2 separate regions of the Mus musculus genome follow, and region 1 is linked to region 2. The links are chromatin contacts, called in public promoter capture Hi-C maps. All regions are on one chromosome and are shown on one strand. The core of a region is the stretch at or near the end of the contact, and the rest is flanking DNA. Distances in the headings are between cores, read along the strand shown. Region 1 holds the start of Rgp1 (RAB6A GEF compex partner 1). Region 2 holds the start of Dcaf12 (DDB1 and CUL4 associated factor 12).

Region 1 (3,594 bases), core at 532-3,031, 2.3 Mb before region 2:
AAGGCGGGCCCTCCGTGGGCAGCACTTCACTGTAGGAATCTGGTTGGGAAACAGTAGACAGGGCAGCTAGAAGCAGCCAGAGTCCTCCCTCCAGGAGACTTAGAAAGCAATCTGGGGTTGGGAGACAATCACTCACATGATTTGGACTCTCCAGGGTCTAGCCTCAGGTCACAAAACAGAATTTTGGGTGGAGTAGAAAGGATACACTGGCCCCTCTCACCTATGAAAAGTCAAAAAGACTTCAATGGACTCCATTGTCCATTGCCAACCAGGGTCACACAGCAAGTGGAGGCAGGGGAAGCCGCCAATTCTTTCTGTTGTAATAAGGTAAGTCTTATAGTCCCAAATCAAGCTACCTTCCCTTCCACCACTGATGTGTTGGTGACCATGTCATACAAGAACAACTTAACTTTACCCTGGGGTGACAATAACTTCCCCTCCCTCCATGACAAACACACACTCTCTCTCTCTCTCTCTCTCTCTCTCTCTAACCTCGGTGTGGCAGAAAGACAGTCTGGCTGTCAGGCTGGACGTCCGGCTGACTAGAGTCAGGGGGTGGCAGTGCTACTCGACTCTCGCTGGCATGGAACTGGCAGTGGATCTGGGCACTGGCCCAGGCCAGAGCCTCACTGTGGAAAAGGGAAACGAAGGTATGGGAACCTAGTTCTTGACTTCACCAATACTTTCTCTAGAAAACTGTCTGACCAAGATCACCAAGGTTAGATGACTATCTTAGTGACCAGGGAATCCAGAACCCCTGAAATAAAACCATTACACAACAACATCAAGTACATTGAACTCAAAAAGGAGTGATACCGGGAGGAGGAGCAAAGGAGAGTAAGGGGTCCTGCCATCCACATATTTGTTTAAAAGCCCTTCATTACAATGAGCAAGAAGGTGGTGATTGATGCTAGTGTAGTTACTGAACAACCAAAGCTCTAATTAGAACGAGCGATACCAGGCTTCCTCCCGGAAGGGCCACCACCTCCAATACCAGCATCCCCACCTGGATGCAGAAGTGGCGGTCGGGGGAAGGGGATTAGTGACAGTCACCACACATTCCAGAGCCTCCCCCGCCAGAAACACAGGACCTCTGCTCAGCTCAGCTACCACTTCGATCATGGCAGCTCCGGAACCAAATCTAGAAGGAAACAGAGTGCCAGAAGTCAGTACGGGGAAATGAAGGAAGGAGTGTTTAAGACCTAGGCTTAAGTCTAGACCTGAGTCCGAGGGGGGCAAGAAGTGGGTTGTTTTTTTTTTTTTTTTCAAGTTTCAGTGAGGGTGGGAAGCACTGGGGTTTAAGGAGCTGGTGGGGTGGCGGAAACTGACTCCGAACTGCCTGCGGGAGGGCGTCGCTTTAGCTCCAGACCTCCTTGCGCCCAGGGTTAGGCCCCTTGCGCCGCCTCCCAGGCCTGCCTCTGTCCCCGCTTCCCTCGAGGCTCCACGTCCTAGCCCAGGACATCGCCGCGCGTCTCCAAACTCAGATTCTTACGCATGGAGGTCCTCACCTACCCGCCCCTGCGAGACCGGCTCGGAGCTCGGTGGCATCCGCGGAGTCTGTCGCGCGGCAGAGGCGGGACTTCCTTTGTCACATTTCAGGGTTGAGGCGCCCCTTCCGGTCCGACTTGCGGGGTGCTTCCGGCCGGAAAGGGATCCGGTGGTCCCGGGTCTGCGGGTCACCTTCCCAGCGGTGGCACCTGAGCGTGGGCGCGGGGGATCCTGGCTGCAGGGACCCGGTACCCAGCCCTGGAGCCGCTGGAGCCGCAGCCCGGGGCGGGGCCGAAGGTCGCCGGGAGCTCCTGGGCGGGTCCCAGAGGCGGTGCTTTGCGGGCAGGTACCGCGGCACCGCCCCCGTCCGTGGAGCTGGTCGGCCCTCGGCCGGGCGTGCTAATCACCGCGGCCCAATGACAACAAGGCCCAACCCTTCCCGCCTAGGATCTAGAGACGCGACCCAGGGAGAGGCCGTGGCGACTTTGTTGCTGTAGCCGCTGCTGCAGCAGCAGGAGCTCTCTGACTTTACCCAGATACCAACGTCCCACGGCTTTCCCCAGCATCGGGCCCTCCCGGACTGCACCTAACTGCAACTGGCATCAGCGTTTTGAAACGTCAGAAACCTGTCAGAGGGAACCGAGGCCACCGGGGTCGTGAGGACCCAGGATCCAGTGAACATGGTAACCTGCGTCCCGGCCTCAGAGCAGGTCGGCTGTGCCGAAAGAGATTCCCAAGTTTATTGTGAAGATACTGGCGGCACTGAGGCTGTGCGGGTTACAGACTGCGGGAGCCCCGAGGATAGTGGACCCCAGGATGAACCAAGCTACTGCAATTCAGAGGACTCTGGGCAGCTGATGGCCTCCTACGAGGGTAAAGCTAGGGGCTACCAGGTGCCTCCTTTTGGCTGGCGGATCTGCTTGGCTCACGAGTTTGCAGAGAAGAGGAGACCTTTTCAAGCTAACAACATCTCTCTCAGTAATTTGGTAAAGCACCTCGGTATGGGCTTGAGGTGAGTGGATTCCGTTGCCTAGAACGCCGTGGTTCCTATGATCCCATTCAGGCTCCCTGCCTAGGTTGGAAAGGTGGGCAAGCTGCTGGGCTCCTAGTTCTATTCCAGCCAGGTATACCATATCCCCTGCATTCTTTAGCCCTGCAGTTTTTGAGGGTGGAACTGAAGAACATTTTGTTTTTCCTTCATCCCTCTTTTCCTAGCATCTTGTCTTCTCGGAGCATTTAGTCCTGAAGTCAGTCTTTCCTATTTAACTGCTGGTCCCCCTTCCCCCCACCCCCACCCCCACCATGCACTTCCTCTTTCCCAGGCGTCCCTTTGAGATTAGCTATAATTTGTAACACGGTAGGAGAACGCCAGTCTCTGCTGTGCTTGATACAGTGTTTTATTTTTTGGAAGAGGAGGTTCTTTAGGCTGCATTACCCTGGCAGCTGACACCTTCTGTGTACCTTATTTAAGCGCATGCTTCTTCAGTCCCAGAATTCTTATGTCTCTATCCTCAAGCTCTGATTCCTGGAATAGTTGATCTTGGCTGTTGTCAACCCTAAAGAGAGGGTGAGAAGTTCACTCTGTTCTGTGACAGATGGCTTCCATACCAAAAATAAAAGCGAAGTTGGGATTGGGCAGAGTCCTAGAGTGCCACCTACTTGGGAGGCTGAGACAGGAGGATAATTTGAGCCTAAGAGTTCAGGGCATACTTGAACATCACAGTGAAAGCATCCTCCGGTAACAAGTGGGGAGAGCTAGGGATGAAGCCCGGAAGTAGAGAGCATGCCTTCTACCACGGAGATGCCTCCCCAGACCTCTTCAGATGACTTTAGCCAGCAGTGCTTTGCTGGTCTTCCAGCGTTTCCTCATATCCCAGAGGTTACAAACACTGCAGGGCAGGTTCTACAGAAGCTTCTGGATTCCCCACTGAGTTCAAGGACTAGTGATGAAGGAGCATTCCGATGAACAGGAACAGGCAGACAGACAGACAGAGAGCATCATTCTGAGTCACTTCACATATAAACACAGCACTGGGGAGGGAAGCATAAAAGTCACCAAACTCAGCCCCCAAAGCTTCTAAAGTAAGGGTCCCTTCTCTGCCGCGG
Region 2 (3,442 bases), core at 294-2,793:
AACATCCTGCTTCCTCCAAGGGTTTCTTTGCCTGAGGAAAGTGGAAGCTGGCACTCACATTCCTTCAGGATCTTCGGAAAATGGAGGCAAGGGTGATCCCGCTTTGTTTGGTGACTGGTGCCAGTCCAAACCGGACATGCCAAAAATGACCACTCTCTTTTCTGTGGTTCAAGATTTCACTCCTTAATGGAGATCAAGGCTGGGCTCCGAGAGAAAGGCAGGCAATGGCATGAATTACAGCGATGGGTCTATTTGCTGAAGCACAAGGACAGTGTGACTTTGACCTTGCAGACCTAAAAAGGGTGGCATTTTATGAAAGAAAGTGACTTATTAGATGTGGTTGCACACACCTTTAACTCAGCTCTGGGGAGGCAGAGGCATGTGGAGCTCTATAACTTTTGAGGCCAGATTGATTTATATAACATGCTGCGTTCCAGACCAGCCAAGACTATACACTGAAACCCTGTCTCAAAAAAAAAAGGAAAGAAAGAAAAGGAATAAATAAAAGAAGGGGAAAAGTGACTTGAGGTTTAGACAGGAGTCAAAATAGACAGGGAGCTGGAGAGTAAAGAAGTGGAGAATGGAATCTGGGGACTCCGTATGTGTGGGGAGACCTGTGCCAACAGGCATGTGAGGCAGCCTGCGTTAGCTCTGGTACTTTGATGTGGCAAAAATCTGACCATACTGCTGCCTTCCTACCCTGAATCCATCTTGAAGGAGTGTGATGTGGGGTTCTCTGCCTTCCTTAAAGTGTCTAATCTTTTGTGCCCATTGACAGTTTGTGAGAATGTTGGGGGAAAGTGCTAAATGTGAGGCTACTAGTTACAGGATTAAGAAACGTCTTCTGAGGTATAAGGAAGGGTCAGAACCTGGGCCCTAGCAGCCTTAACTCATTCTCAACAGGCCAACTAAAAGACAAAGTGTAAGGGGAAACTTGAAGAAAGGTGTTAACTCGGTCTCATTGGAAAGAACAACGACGGGACATTCTCTTATCCTAGTCCATCTTAGGGGCTGACGTGTGGTTTGTTTAGGCTTAAAGGCAACAGCTATGCTTAAGTAAGCAGTCGTCGGCAAGGTGTGGTCGCATCCATCATCTGTTCGCCCAGTTTCTCTGGGAAGGTAGTCTGACAAGTTTTCCCAACTGTGATCTATCTTTCCTGGAGTCAAGTTCCTCTATTGGCTGGCATCTGTGCCCTTGTCCTTTCCTTCTCCCAGGAAAACTGCAATTTCTTAGAGTCCAGTGTTTTAATAGTCTGATTGCAATCTGGCAATCAGGGTGTCTAGAATATCTTTAATCCTACCATGATGGTTACAGGTTCAAGATTGGTCCCGCAGCCAGGCAGCTCATGCTTACTTCCGCATGCCAGAGGATGAGCTGGCTGAGGTCGGAAATGTCCCGACAGAAGGCTGGATTCCTTTGGCCACAGCTTAACCGCCATTGGCAAGAGGCAAGCGGAAGTTCTCCGAGGACATCAATTCTCCTTGCTGCGCTTAAGTCCCGCCCTGCTGGTCTGGGCGGTGTCTCCGTGGCGACGTGCTGCTATGTGCGGCTGCGCAGGAGTGACGGGGCGCGGGCGAGTGGGAGGGGGGTGTTTTGGTTCTCGCCGCTCGCCGTCCTTTCCAGACACGGCGGTAGGAAAGCTGCTTGTTCCTGCTTTTCCTTCCCCTTCCCTTCCCCTTCCCCTTTCCCAACCCGGATTTTCCCTTCTTCCATTTACGCGCCTCATTTTGATCGACTGCTGCCCGGGATCCGAGCCATTTTCCGGGCCGGGCGCTCGAAAGCGCGCGGCCCCAGGGCCCGGTTCATGACCCGTCGCCCTGCCGCCCCTTGCCTTCTCCGCCTCATGTGGCTGCGGGGCCACGGCGGCGCTGCCCACTATGGCCCGGAAAGCAGTTAGCAGGAAGCGGAAAGCGTCTGCCTCGCCAGGAGCCGGGAGCGACGCTCAGGGCCCGCAGGTGAGGGCTCACAGGTCTGGGTCATCACCTAGCAGGGGCTTAGGGCGTTCCAGCTGGGTTCAGGAACCTGGGGCCAGGGCGGGACGAGAACCGGAGCCGGGACTGTAGAGCAGTGACCGGTCCTTCTGCAGTGTACTGGCGAGCAGGCGGGCCGGAAGGGTGAGGAGCCAAAAGAAAACTACAAAATGACGCCTTCCGCTGGAAGTCAGCAGCTAGGGATAGAGAGCTTCAGGACCTCCTCGTTCCTGGAGGGAGGAGAAAATGAAGACAAGGGGAATCGGAAGTAAGACCGACCTTCCGAAGTTACTGGGAAGGAGATTGAAGTGGACCTTCCAGTGGCACTAGGAATAAGGGCCGATGGTCTCTTATCAAGGAAACCATCTCCTAAACTGGGTGCAGGCCCCTTTGGCTCTTTAGACATCTAGAAGAAACACCAGGTGTCATCTCTATATTGCCCCCTTTGGAGAGGAAGGCCTCTTGGACTTGGGATTCCGACGCAGGTTACCCCGTTGGTATTTGATTTTTCGAATTCTAAAACTGCCCGCAGCGCAAGTCGCGCGGAGTCAGATGAGCGGCCATTGACTGTACATCCCTGGAAGATCCGAGACCCCAGTCTGGCTCTTTGAGCTATACTCTTTATGCTCTACGGGGTGCACAGGCGGAGAGGGAGAAGGGGGCTGGGTAGAAGTGCAGCCCAGGTGGGTTCTGTAATATGGACTTCATTTCGTAACTATCAAGGACACCTGGGTATATGTTATTTCTGAGCCCTCCACTTTCCTCAAAGGTTTAGTTAACTTTTTTTTGCCCTGTTTATCCATTTTCTAAGTAGTCTTCATTATGAGAGCCTTATTTCAGTGCTAGCCGAGTTAAACTGTACTTTCTGGATTACAAATCTTCTGTTAAATGTTTGATTGTGTAAATCCCGAAGGACGAATTCGTGTTGGTTCTTTTATAAAACGGTCAGACTTCTTGTCTGAAGGAAAAGTGGCCAAACCCCTGATTTCTGATGTTGGCTTTCACAGTTTGGCTGGGATCATTCGCTGCACAAAAGGAAAAGACTCCCCCCAGTGAAGAGATCCCTAGTGTACTACCTGAAGAACCGCGAAGTCAGGCTCCAGAATGAGACCAGCTACTCTCGCCTGTTACATGGTTATGCAGCACAACAGCTTCCCAGTCTCCTCAAGGAGAGAGAATTTCACCTCGGGACCCTTAATAAAGTGTTTGCTTCTCAGTGGTTGAATCATAGGCAAGTGGTGTGTGGCACGAAATGCAACACAGTAAGTATCAGGAGTGCTCTTTGTCTTCCTTTTGTTGCTGCTGCGGTTTGGTTTGGTTGAGACCAGGGTTTTTCTGTGAAGACCTGGCTGTCCTGGAACTCACTCCATAGACCAGGCTGGCCTCGAACTATCTATCTGCCTGTCTCTGCCTCCCAGAGCTCAGCGGTGTGGGCTGTGCTTCCTTTTTCTTAGGTCTGAGATGTGGGACT

Evidence for each region. Promoter capture Hi-C pulls out the DNA fragments that hold promoters and counts their contacts.
Region 1: a promoter capture Hi-C map of embryonic stem cells shows a contact between it and region 2, with 2.2 times the contacts expected there. The contact joins the promoter of Rgp1 here to the promoter of Dcaf12 in region 2. A contact is called at or near these places in 2 of 39 promoter capture datasets (embryonic stem cells and pre-B cells) and 1 of 9 other capture datasets (adipose tissue).

Annotation. Positions count from the first base shown.
Region 1 is chr4:43,576,922-43,580,515 of GRCm38.p6, reverse strand. Rgp1 (RAB6A GEF compex partner 1) reads right to left here and starts at 1,781. Exons shown (of 9, transcript NM_172866.3): 1 at 1,513-1,781; 2 at 1,007-1,141; 3 at 493-629; 4 at 137-220; 5 at 1-39. The coding sequence starts at 1,122. It overlaps Gba2 (glucosidase beta 2), which reads left to right and starts at 1,652. Exons shown (of 17, transcript NM_172692.3): 1 at 1,652-2,500. The coding sequence starts at 2,169.
Region 2 is chr4:41,313,002-41,316,443 of GRCm38.p6, reverse strand. It overlaps Dcaf12 (DDB1 and CUL4 associated factor 12), which reads left to right and starts at 1,543. Exons shown (of 9, transcript NM_026893.3): 1 at 1,543-1,956; 2 at 2,979-3,233. The coding sequence starts at 1,879. Gm46891 (predicted gene, 46891) reads right to left here and starts at 2,102. Exons shown (of 2, transcript NR_168697.1): 1 at 1-2,102.